Linked DNA regions of Mus musculus: all the other regions are linked to region 3. Evidence: chromatin contacts called from public promoter capture Hi-C data. All regions are on one chromosome and are shown on one strand. The core of a region is the stretch at or near the end of the contact, and the rest is flanking DNA. Distances in the headings are between cores, read along the strand shown. Region 1 holds the start of Mtarc1 (mitochondrial amidoxime reducing component 1). Region 2 holds the start of Hlx (H2.0-like homeobox). Region 3 holds the start of Tlr5 (toll-like receptor 5).

Region 1 (3,313 bases), core at 793-3,292, 1.9 Mb after region 3:
TTAAGCCTGGTGTCTTTTCCCATCTATCTAGAATGGTTTTCTAATTTACTTGCCTGGAAAGGGCCTGGCTGTTTTCTAGTTTTCAGTGCAAGCAATTGACTTTTTTTTTCTTCTAATTTTTCCCTGAGTACCCCCTAGGCAGCCTCCCGGACCCTTCCTCTCTCTTCTCTGTCACTTGTCACTGTCCCCCTCATTGTATGTTTGGCTGTTTGCATTTGTTGTTATTTATTTGTTTATTGCTTATGTTCCCTGAGAGCTTGTGACGAAAGTGAAGAATTTGACACCACAGCTGTGGTGCAATTCAGAACATGTTTTCTGAATCAATACGGTAATAAAATGGCAATGCCCTTTGCCTCTGAGGCTGACAGAATCGATCTATAGACAAGAAGCTAGTGTATGTGGGATCCCACTGCTCAAAACAGGGAATAGTTAGGGTTCCTGACTGCCTGGAGCAGAGGTGAGCAGCTGACCTTTGAACTTTGTCCAGAACTGCTGTGTCTCAGTGAAAGGACCATTGGTGTATTTTCTAGTGAAGGAGAGTCAGCCTCTAATGATCTTTGGTTCTTGAGATATGAAGAATTGCAAAACACAGGTGATGGGGAGAGGGGGGGGGTTGGGGCGGGCGGAGAGCAGTCTCACATTACAAGGTCCACACTGAACCGAGGAACCCACTCATCTGTAACTGCCCATCAACCTTATGTAAAAGCCACCCGTAAATCAGCTATGAGACAAGAAGGGCTTTGGAGCAAAAATCTCCATTTCTTCTTCCTGAACCAGTCGGTCAGCATGTCCACTGGACCGGCCTGATCTGAGGCGAATGGCTTGTGTTAGCTTTAGAGAGCTGAGACGGGGAGGTCGCAGCCTCTGTTAGCCTGTGTCCTCTGCTGAAGGAGAGGCCTGAGGATCCTGATACGCAGCCTTCCAGTGATGCCCAGAGCTGGTGGGAGACCAGACCTGAAGAGAGCAGAGCTGCTGAACCTTCGCTGAAGTCCCGGCGACAGGGGTCACTCCTCAGCTGGACTCTTAGTCGCTGTTTACAAATCCCAGGTTGCCCCCCCCCCCACCCAGTGCAGAACCTTTATCTGACAAGAGCCTTGGGGAAATAACACTCACAGCTTATTTTCTTAAGCTGTCATGCATGCTCAACTACTGCACTAACAGGGATGAGCCGTGCCTAGGATCCAGGATCTATTGTCTTAGTTTTTCTAAATTTAAGACTATCACTGAGAGTAAAGTAACCAAGGACCAGTCCCTTCAGGGTCCCTGGGTGGAGGGAGATTGAAGTTTCTTCTTGCGGATTGGCCGGCGTGAGAAATGCCTCGTCTAACACCACAAGATTTGAAATAGCCACGAGAGGATGGATAGAGAGATGTCCAACTCCAGGAAGCGTGAAACCCGGGAACTTCAGAGTTCCAGGTCCCCCGAGTTGGCTGGCGGAGGGTGAAGTTCATTTTTTCCGTTTCTCACCACCCCTTTCCCAGCCTCCGGTCTCTAGTCTGAGTAAGAAGGGACCGGCGAGCGGACCCCGCTGACCTCCCCACACCCACACAGCCTAGGTCAGCGTGGTGATGCTCGGTGCTCAGCGTACCTGTCGCGCAGGTGGCCATAGCGCAGCCCCATGGCAGTGCACTCTGCCTCGCTCACCGACAACCCCTTGCAGGACTTGATTGGGTAGATCCAGAGCTGTGCCACCGTTCCCACTTGCTGTAGCCGCCGGCGTCGCCGGGGACGCGCACGACGCCAGGCCACTGTCCCCAGGGCCACCGCGGCCAGTCCCAGCGCGGCGACGCCGAGCCAGGTGGACCGCGGCTGGCCCGGGACCCGAAACGCGGAGAAGCCGAAGAGGGTCAGCGCCCAGGACCCCGCACCCATGACTGGAGAGGGCGGGATGAGCGCTTGATACACCTCCGGCGCCGACTGGACCAAGAGCTACTGTGGCCAGCGGCCTGGGCCTGAGCCCAAAGGTCAGCAGCTCCTGACCCTTCCCCTCCAATCCAAATTGTGCATCTTCATTCGGCCTGGGCGGGAGGTGGTGGCTCAGCTGTGGAATCTCACCGCCTGCCCCTACTTTCCGCTGCCTTCCCCCCCTTCGGTCCCTCCCTCCCTCCCTCCCCTTCCCTCCCTCGCTGACCCTCTCCCAGGATCAATCAGTGCAGAGCAGCTTATTTACATGTTTGCAGAGTTGTTTATTTGACCTAAAACACACAACGTTTGCAGAACGTGGCGTGATTTTGAAATTAGAAACCAGGCTGCGGGCAGCCGCCCCTCTGGGGTCTGTGGGGAGCAGTTTGGCAGCAGCCAGGGTGCTTCCAACCAGCTGGGATATGAAGGGAAAAGATCTGACCAGCCTTGAGGATCTACAGGGCCAATCCTGGGCTGCAGCTATTCGTAGACACCCGCCCCCCGCACCCCCCACCCACACGCCCCTCTTTTCCCTGCGTCCTAATGTGGACTTGCACTGCCAGGTATCTCTTCCGAAGGCTACCGCATCTTGAACAACAAAGACAAGACCATCAAGGTACCTTGGGCGCCTTAGGCACCTGTTTGGTGTGTCAAGCTGCTAAAATGTCATATTTATTCAAGACTGTTCTAACCAGAGCATTTTCTCTACTAAGTTAAGGCAGAGAGACTGGACTTTGTACTGAAACAAGGGCTGGGGATTTTACAGCCAAGGGGCAGTGCGGGGATGAACCTGGCTGCAGGAATAAAGATTTCTCTGAAGAGAAGCTTGTGCCCTTCCCTCTAGCCAACAGACTCTTGAAACAGTGGACCAAGAAACTGGGACTCCCCCGACTTCACCCCATCCCAAGTCTCAAGGTGAGAGAAGGAGATGGCTGGGAGCCATCAATCAATCGGAGGGAGAGCCTGCCTCCCAGAGGGAGATTCCACAGAGTTCTGACAAAGCCTCAGACCGCCTGAAACACGGGAGGGTCTGATGGGTAGGATCACACTTTGACCAGAATAGTTCTGCTGATGGGCAGCATCCTAAAGCAGAGGGGGCAGTCCCCAAAACTCGATGTTCACGTGGAAATGCAAGAATGAGGTATCATGGAGGCCAGCCGAGGCCAGGCAATGTGCTGCCGGCTGAGTTGGACGCCCTGTAGAGGTGCCCTGTAGAGAGGCCACTGTGTGGAGAGTGGGAGAAGCAAGCAGAACGCTAGCACACACTGGCCTCAGCTAGCTGGGCGACTCACTTCCCTGGGTTTGGGCATGAAATGTCACCCTCTAGCTTGCATGTCCCCCCGGCTGGTGGCGCTATCTGGGGAGGCTGAAGTAAATGATGAGGTGTAGCCTAGCTGGGGAGGAAGGAAGT
Region 2 (3,717 bases), core at 710-3,209, 1.8 Mb after region 3:
CAGACCCATATACACACTATCTTAGCTCCCCTAGCATGGTCTTCTCCAAATGTCCCACTAAAAAGAATATTCAGTTTCTCTCATAGGACTTAGGAGGCTCCTACCCCAACTTTCCACACTACCGCTGGCCTTTGCGGCACTGGCTGAATTTTTCTACCTGGAAATGTGTCTTGGAATTGATGCTGAACAGAATTTCTTGGGTTGGAGCTTAAGGGGCTGAGGATGGCAGACGCCTCGCTAATGGGATCTAGAGATGCGAAGAACTGTCCCGCTGAAGGCTGCAGGCCAGCTAGATGCACCCCTGCAGGCCGCCCACCGGTTAGCAGCGATGTGAGATCTGGGTAGGGGGAAAGAAGAGTCGGTCACAAACTCATACTGTGGGCAGATTTGTTCCTCCTTTCCCTTCTCCCCCTTTGAACCTACTAAACTCAAAATGGACCCTTTCTCCAACAGCTACGGAAGAGTGGGGCCTGAATTGCCCCAGAGTGTGTGTCAGGCATGGCCGGTACACCCCATAATAAGGAAAGGCTTGTCATAAAATGTTGCTAAAGTGGTCATTTCGGACGCCTTCCAGAAATTCTACAAACCCCTAATTTACACCCTTCAGCCCCCCCCCCCCCCCGCCTTCCTTCAGGAGCTTAGACTGGCCGGTTTGCTTCCCCGCAATTCTTAAGAAATACTGGAAATCAAATAAATGCAAAGTGTCCCCACGCTGAGATTTCCTTGTCAGAAAGATCTAGGTCGTTCTGCAGATATTTCATTCAAAAGATGGATAATACACACTTTTGCAAAACTTTGCAGCAACCAGAGTATGGTCATCCGTTTCTATGCTGTTTAAGCAACACGAAGATATGTTTTTAAACATGGGATAGCTGACTTTTACATGTCACTAAGTTTTCCTTCATTTCGTTTTCTTCGCCCTCATTCTACCGTTCTGTCCTTAAAAATAAACGCACCCCAAATCCTCCTGACATCAGGCCCCTCATGGGTGGTGGTGAGGCCTGAGGCCTTCCAGCGATACGTACCTCTCAGAGTGTTGCCTTCCTTAACTTTTGGGTCAAATTCCGCAGACAAAATTCGATCGATACCAAATTTGAGGTCTTTGCTGGAGGGGGCAGGGGCGGAGCCGCTATGGTGGGGGACCACCCGCGTCCCCGAAGTCGGTGGCTGCAGGGAGACCGCCCGGGGTGGAGGCGGGGGCTGCTGCTGCGGTTGCTGTTGCTGCGTTGGTGATTGCTGCGGGAGATGCTGGTGGAAGGCGGCAGAGAGCGGAGACAGCCGCTGAGGGAAGCCAGCCGGGACTTCTGAGGGCGCCACCACCGGGGTGGGACGGAGCGGGGATCTGGCGGCAGCTTGGAAGGAGGCGTGCGGGTGCACGGAGCCCAAGTGTGCGGTGAGGGCTGCCGAGGCCCCCACCAGTCCCTCTGCAGCGGGCCCCGGCTCCCCGACGCCGGCGTGCAGGATGTCCGCGATGCAGAAAGAGGGTTTCTTGACAGCGGCTGGGTCCAGGGCGAAGGAGCAGCCGCCCGGGCCCGCCGAGGAGCAGTAGGCGGCTGACCAGAGACTAAAGTTGGAAGCATAGAAGGGAGCCAGGCCGGCTGCGAACATCCTGGCAGGATCCCGGCGGGGTCCTGGGTGAGTGGGGAAGTGGGTGGGCGCTCGGGCAGAGGCGGTGTCCCAGCCGAGCCCGAGCTGCTTTCGGTTCTTCGCCCGCCCTGAAGCGGAGGGCCAACCGGGGAGCCCTAGCGCCACCGAGGGACGAGGCGAGGGCCCGATCGCCGCCCGCCACGGCCTGGGCCCCTGGCTTGGCTTGAAAGGCGGCGCGGCGGGCGCGCTCCCCGCCGGGTGGATGGAGGCGATCGCCAGGCGCTGGGGCGACAAGGCGAGCGCGGCCTCGCTCTGCTACTCCGCAGAAGCCGGGGAGACAGGGACCCGACACCGAAAGAAAAACCCAAACAGCTAAGCCCTAAGAGCTAAATTTAAAACAACAATAATGATCCGTTAGTTTAAAAAAAAAAAAAAAAAAAAAAAAGGAAAAAAATTAAAAAAAAAAAAAAAACTCCTCTCTAAAAACTCCCAAAGTTTTGGCAGGAGCTTTCGAGTCAGACCCCGGGTAGGACCTTGATCCGTGCGCTCATTGGACGTCTTCGTGACCAATGGGACTCCGGAGTGGAGGGGAATTGGGAAAGAGGGGGGCGTGGCCGAGCTCGGCCACGCCCTGGCCACGCCAAAGTGTTTTCTGCGGCAGCGTGGGCTAAGCTGAGTACTGAGCGTCTCTGGGAGCCGCTTGGGGGTCGAGACTCCTCGGGCCTCTGGCTCTCCTCTGTCCCCTGCAGCTCGGGGACCCGCCAGCGGCAGAGCCTCGGAGCCGGTCTCCGGAATTTTCCTGGAGCTGCGGAGGAGGGGGATCACTGAGGCTCCCGTACTCTGCTGTAGTACACCCCCAACCTCCACCCCAGCAGACCACGCTGGCGGTCCGCAGGCTGTCCCTTCCGTATTCCGCTCTCATGCGACTTTCCTTCTCTCTGCTTTTACCCAGGTGCTTTTATCACAAGTCCTAGGTAAAGGCCCCATCCTCTCAGCGCCCCTACAGCCCAGAATCCCGACCCAAGTCTACTGTAATCCGCTGGTTTCTCAGCTCACCAGAGCTGCTCCAAGAAGCCAGGAGGAGGGCAGACCACAAATTAGTTTTATTCGGAGCTGTCATTCCAGTGACAACTTGAAAGAGTGACTTTTCAAACAAAAATAAGATAGATGGCTCCAAACGTCTCCCTTAGAAACAGCCAAACTTTTACCCTGAGCCTCGGAACCAACAAGGAGTGCAGCCCCAGAAGAGCGGCACGCGTGTCCCCTCTCTGCACCTTGTAGGAAGTGCTACCCTCCGCGGCCACCACATCCCCTGGTCACGTGAGGTCCTATGTTTTGCAAGTGCCAGGGAGCGGTTGCCTTTGAGATTAAATACCTACTTTTAATTCGGCTGCAGTTTTTCCAGGATCCGCTTTGGCCTGTTGGAGGGAGGCACTGTCCGAGCCTCCACAGCCAGCGCCTTCCATTCTTGCTAGGGTCTTTAGAACTCAGCCTAGGTGCACTGGGAATTTTCTGTCGCATCAACATCTCTATTTTAAGAATTCGTTCTCTTTTAAATTATAGTCAGAGTGGATTTCCCCGCCCCTCTCCCAAACAGACCACAGGCCACCTAGATGAACGGTTGTTGCACATTTCAGGAAGAAAATAAAATAATGACAATAACGAAACCACCAAATCTTTTGTTTTCGATTGTCCAAGTAAGTGTCTCCGGAATGATATTCCAAGGCAGGCTTATTTCCCCTCAGCAATAAGATACCAAAAACTGGAAGCCGTGAGGGAACTGCCAGGCTACTATCAGCTCAGGATTGGCGTGAGCTCTTGGATTAATGTCTAACAGCTTCGTGTCCTTGGTCGCCGGTATTGTCATCATTAGCGGACGCCTTTTTCCTCGAAAGCAATCGATGGCTAATCAATCACAGGCTATGATGTCCCAGTATCAGGGACAGGGGTACTAACTATATCAAGGAATGGAGGGGTATAGACAGTTGAGGGCAATGGTGCCTGGGACGAGAGGGGCCGGAAATCCTGTCTAGCAGGGAGCAGAGGGTGGACTTGTGACAAGTACAGAGGCCACCGGAGGTGAGTTTTGGGCTAAAGTTCTGGTGATGCGGTGAGAGACCTGTTCATTAA
Region 3 (3,827 bases), core at 170-2,669:
CTTGAGGCAACTTGTCACATGGGCTTCAAGCTGCCAGCCGAGGAGGGAGCTGAGAAGACTGTATAATGAGATCTTCCTTGGTAATTAAGTGCTGGGCTTTGTTTTAACCTATCTCTCCTGCCCTGCTTGATCATATCACCTAGCTGTCAGGCCACGCTGGAGAGTGTGAATCAACCTGGGATTACACCCCAGCTGCAAGAGGCAGCTGTCAGCTTTTGCCCAACCTCCATGCGACCCCAGTCTTACTGCAGACTGTGACACTTCTGTCCTTGAACTGGGTTTCACCCCCAGAAAGCGACTGACTTCGCCACCTTCCTATACAAATCCCTTCCTTTTAACACTCCTGCAGCAGCAGGCTCCTGACTTTTCTTTCCTTCAGCATGTCCCTTTCCAGAAAGCAGATCAACTCTCAACCCCACAACACCCCGCCCCCTCCTCCTAGGAGCAGGTGGAGGGTGGGAAGGAAAAGGGAAGTGAAGCCAGAAGGGCTCACAGGCCGGAAAGCTCTTGCGTTCTCTGAGGGAAATCACAACTTCCTTCCCTGGCCTTCAGTCACAGGCAGTAGCCTTTGCTGATCCAAATCTGACCTTCAGATATTTAGTATGGGGCAGGGGGTATAGTGCTTGTGGAAGCATGAGGACCAGAGTTCAATCCCTAACACACAAGTAAAGTCCACAGGCATGGTGATGGTACCTGCCTGTAACCCCAGTGCTGGGGAGGTAGAGCATCCAGTATCCCTGGGGCTTGTTAACCAGCTTAGCATTTTTGGTGAGTTCCAGGCCAGTGGGAGATCCTGTCTCAATAACTCAATAAACAAGATAGACAGCTCCTGATGAATGATGTGCATGTGTGGGCGTGTACACACACACACACACACACACACACACACACACACACACACACCTTCAATAGTTAAAATAGAAGGCGTAGCCAAGTAGTAGAGGGCAAAATGACAGCCAGCTTCACCCCTCAGCATCATATCTTCAAGATTTGGCACAGATCAAAGAGCACAGGCAAGAACAGAAGTAACTGCCCCGATCAGGACTTGCTGCGCTGGCCGTGTGTACAGTGCATCAGGATAGGATCTAGGCCGCCTTCCCTGGGTCAGTGCAGGCCTATGTTATCTCGATGGACAGTTAGGGGTAGCTACAAAAATCACAACAGGCCCTCTGCCTCCTGTGCTGGGCTCCATGATAGCCAATACCTACCGTCTGCCCCAGCTCTACTTTCTTTCCTACCTCAGTTACAAGGTCATTGCAGCAGAGATAGAGGTCTCCTCCCTGGCAAGAAAGCAGAGAGGTACCTAGGCTGAGGTACTTTGCCCAGAACTCAGAAAAGACAAGCATGGTCCACAGAGAAAGCCTGATCAAGAGTTGTGGGCGGGGCTCCAGCAGCGGGCGGTGTTTCCCTCTCCTCCCCGCTCTCCTGCTTTCCCGAGCCCAGCGGCAGCTTTGGTGCCTGGAGCCGAGTGAGGTCAGTCCTGGAGCCTGTGTTGTGGGAATCCCGCTTGGGAGGTGAGAGCCTTGTAGTTGCAAGGGGTCCAGCAGGGGGTTCCCTGAGACCGGAAGGGGCCCGGGACGTTGCTGGACACGTTAGTGCCCCCGCCCCTCTCTCTTCCTCCTGGCTTCGTCCTGAACCCTTTCAACTCTCTTTCCTGCCTGTGCTCTCTGCCACTCAGTGCCACGGAAACTGGGGTCCCTCGGCCCAGCGAGCTGAGAGTAAGCAGAGTGCCCAGCGGGACAATTCTAGGATTGACAAGTCACTTGCATGCTGGCTTTGGGACAAGGTTCCCTAGTTCTCTCTTCTGGCTTTCACCTTTGGCCCCACCCTCTGGAAGAGACAGGTATTTAACGCGCGCGGAGTCCGTTCTCTTGCTGTCTTCCTTGGAAAGAGGAAGTCGACAGTCACCATCAATTGAGCTATGGACACCTTAAAAAGACACTGCAGTCAGTGAAGTCCTTGGACACCCTCCGGGGCAGGGAGAAGTAGGGCAGCTGGCCCCGAGGCTGTGAAGAAAGAACTCCATCAGCCTTTGGCAATTACAGCCATTACAGTCATGGCTCTGCTCCGTAAACCACCACGGCTGGAATAGTGGTTGTTTCCTGAAGTGGGGTGGTTGGTTGTCTTGGGAGAGAGAAAGTCTCCCCAGGAAGGCTGCTGAGACCTTGAGGAATGGGAATGCATGGGGATTGCTTTCTCCCATTGGTGGGCTAGCCTTGTAATTAGCTAGTGTCTGGAACACGGCAGTCTAGCGCTGTGCGGCATGGGCCTGCAGCTTAACCGCAGGGCCTTTTATGAAGTGTTATTGAGGGTTAACCCCCTCAAGCACATGAACAATGCATTCCTCCTGTCCCGTACCTGGAAGGGGGTGTGGATGCTGACCTGCCACTGTCACACACATGTGGCTTGGTCTCTTTCCTCTGCCTTTCCTCAGAGGACACAACTCTGAATAGTTTGTTCAAGGTGTGTAGATCTTGACTCTGTTCACCTTATTCTTTGGGGGCAGAAACCAATCGTGAGGAACATCCAGCATGCTATGCAGTCAGGAGGGAACCCTGGGTTCTGCTATGCTAAATGCTTAGCCTTTCACATTGTGGTAGGATTCTTGGGGTGCCCCCGACGAGGGGTCCAGGCCAACGTTAATGATGGGGCGGTACAAGAAGAGTCCCTATTATAGTAATCAGGATGACTTAGTTCATTCATATGGGCTTGATGGACATCCTGGAAGACACTTCCATCCTAATTGATGGCCCAGGTTCACTCTCTTCTATCCTTTGCTGCTCAAACCTTTCTGATTCCACTGTGTGACTGCAAAGCTAATCTCGTCGGGTCTTAGCTTTGTCTGAGGAGGAAAGCCCTCTCCTGGGGCGATGTCTCTAACACAAAGGGTTCTTGGATAACTCCTGGTGGCGGCTTCTTCAGCTTTGTAGCTCTGCTGAGGATTGGAAGCAGTTATTGTGTCTGCCCTCCCTTGCTTTTAGTCCTATGGAGCAAGAGTTCCTGCCCTGCCAAATTCCTGTCCCCTGACGTGTTTGCTTCTTCTTCAGTTTGTGGAAAAGAATGTGGTGACAGACCTTCCAGGCGTTGGGGCCTCCCCGCCCTGGTACCATAGTTTTCTGAGCTGTGAGCCACAGCCTATGATGTCCTCAGCTCTGTGGGACAAAGACAAGGTTGGAGCATGGCTCCCACGGTTCTGAACTGTCCAGGTGTAGCTGGGAAGATAAAACCCCACACCTGTGAGACAATTAGAACGAAGTCAAGGCAAAACCATATAGCGGTGTCTGATAACTCCAAGAGGTAGGGTGTGGGGGGCTGGAAAAGGCAGAGTACACTCGAAAAAGCTGAGTGTTCAGAAGCTCAACTTAGAAAGCACAGTCAAGGATCAGCCAGGCAGAAGGCTAGCCTGGAGCTCGGGGCAAGCAGGCACTCCTGCTGACCACATGCCCTCCTCCCTGTACAGCTCCTGTTACATATCCTCTGTGTGTGTGTGTGTGTGTGTGTGTGTGTGTGTATCTCCATGCAGTATCTCTCCACCCACAACACTGGCTTCTCTCATTGTTTTGACTGTGCCTCATTTTTCTCTTTGTGCTTTCTCTCTTCTGCTCAGAAAATCTAATTCTTTTAGAGACTCGGTGTATTCCAGACTATCCTGCAATTCTATGTATCCCAGGCCGGCCTTAACGTCCTCATGCTGCTATCCCAGTCTCCCAAGAGCTGGGATTATAGGTAGGCATGTACATAAGGGCAGGTGCCCACAGAGGCCAGAAGAGGCCATCAGATCCCCTGAACTTGGAGTCATGGGTCGCTGTGAGCTGCCAGAAGTGAAT

What was found. Promoter capture Hi-C pulls out the DNA fragments that hold promoters and counts their contacts. Capture Hi-C pulls out chosen DNA fragments and counts their contacts.
Region 1: a promoter capture Hi-C map of embryonic stem cells shows a contact between it and region 3, with 41 times the contacts expected there. The contact joins the promoter of Mtarc1 here to the promoter of Tlr5 in region 3. A contact is called at or near these places in 1 of 39 promoter capture datasets (embryonic stem cells) and 3 of 115 datasets of contacts at active chromatin or transcription factors (embryonic stem cells and pancreatic cancer cells).
Region 2: a contact with region 3 is called in a promoter capture Hi-C map of pancreatic islet. The contact joins the promoter of Hlx here to the promoter of Tlr5 in region 3. A contact is called at or near these places in 1 of 115 datasets of contacts at active chromatin or transcription factors (embryonic stem cells) and 3 of 9 other capture datasets (embryonic stem cells, liver and pancreatic islet).

The regions. Positions count from the first base shown.
Region 1 is chr1:184,809,258-184,812,570 of GRCm38.p6, forward strand. Mtarc1 (mitochondrial amidoxime reducing component 1) reads right to left here and starts at 2,043. Exons shown (of 7, transcript NM_001290273.1): 1 at 1,589-2,043. The coding sequence starts at 1,872.
Region 2 is chr1:184,730,534-184,734,250 of GRCm38.p6, forward strand. Hlx (H2.0-like homeobox) reads right to left here and starts at 1,960. Exons shown (of 4, transcript NM_008250.2): 1 at 1,026-1,960; 2 at 158-337. The coding sequence starts at 1,608.
Region 3 is chr1:182,953,369-182,957,195 of GRCm38.p6, forward strand. Tlr5 (toll-like receptor 5) reads left to right here and starts at 1,420. Exons shown (of 4, transcript NM_016928.3): 1 at 1,420-1,514.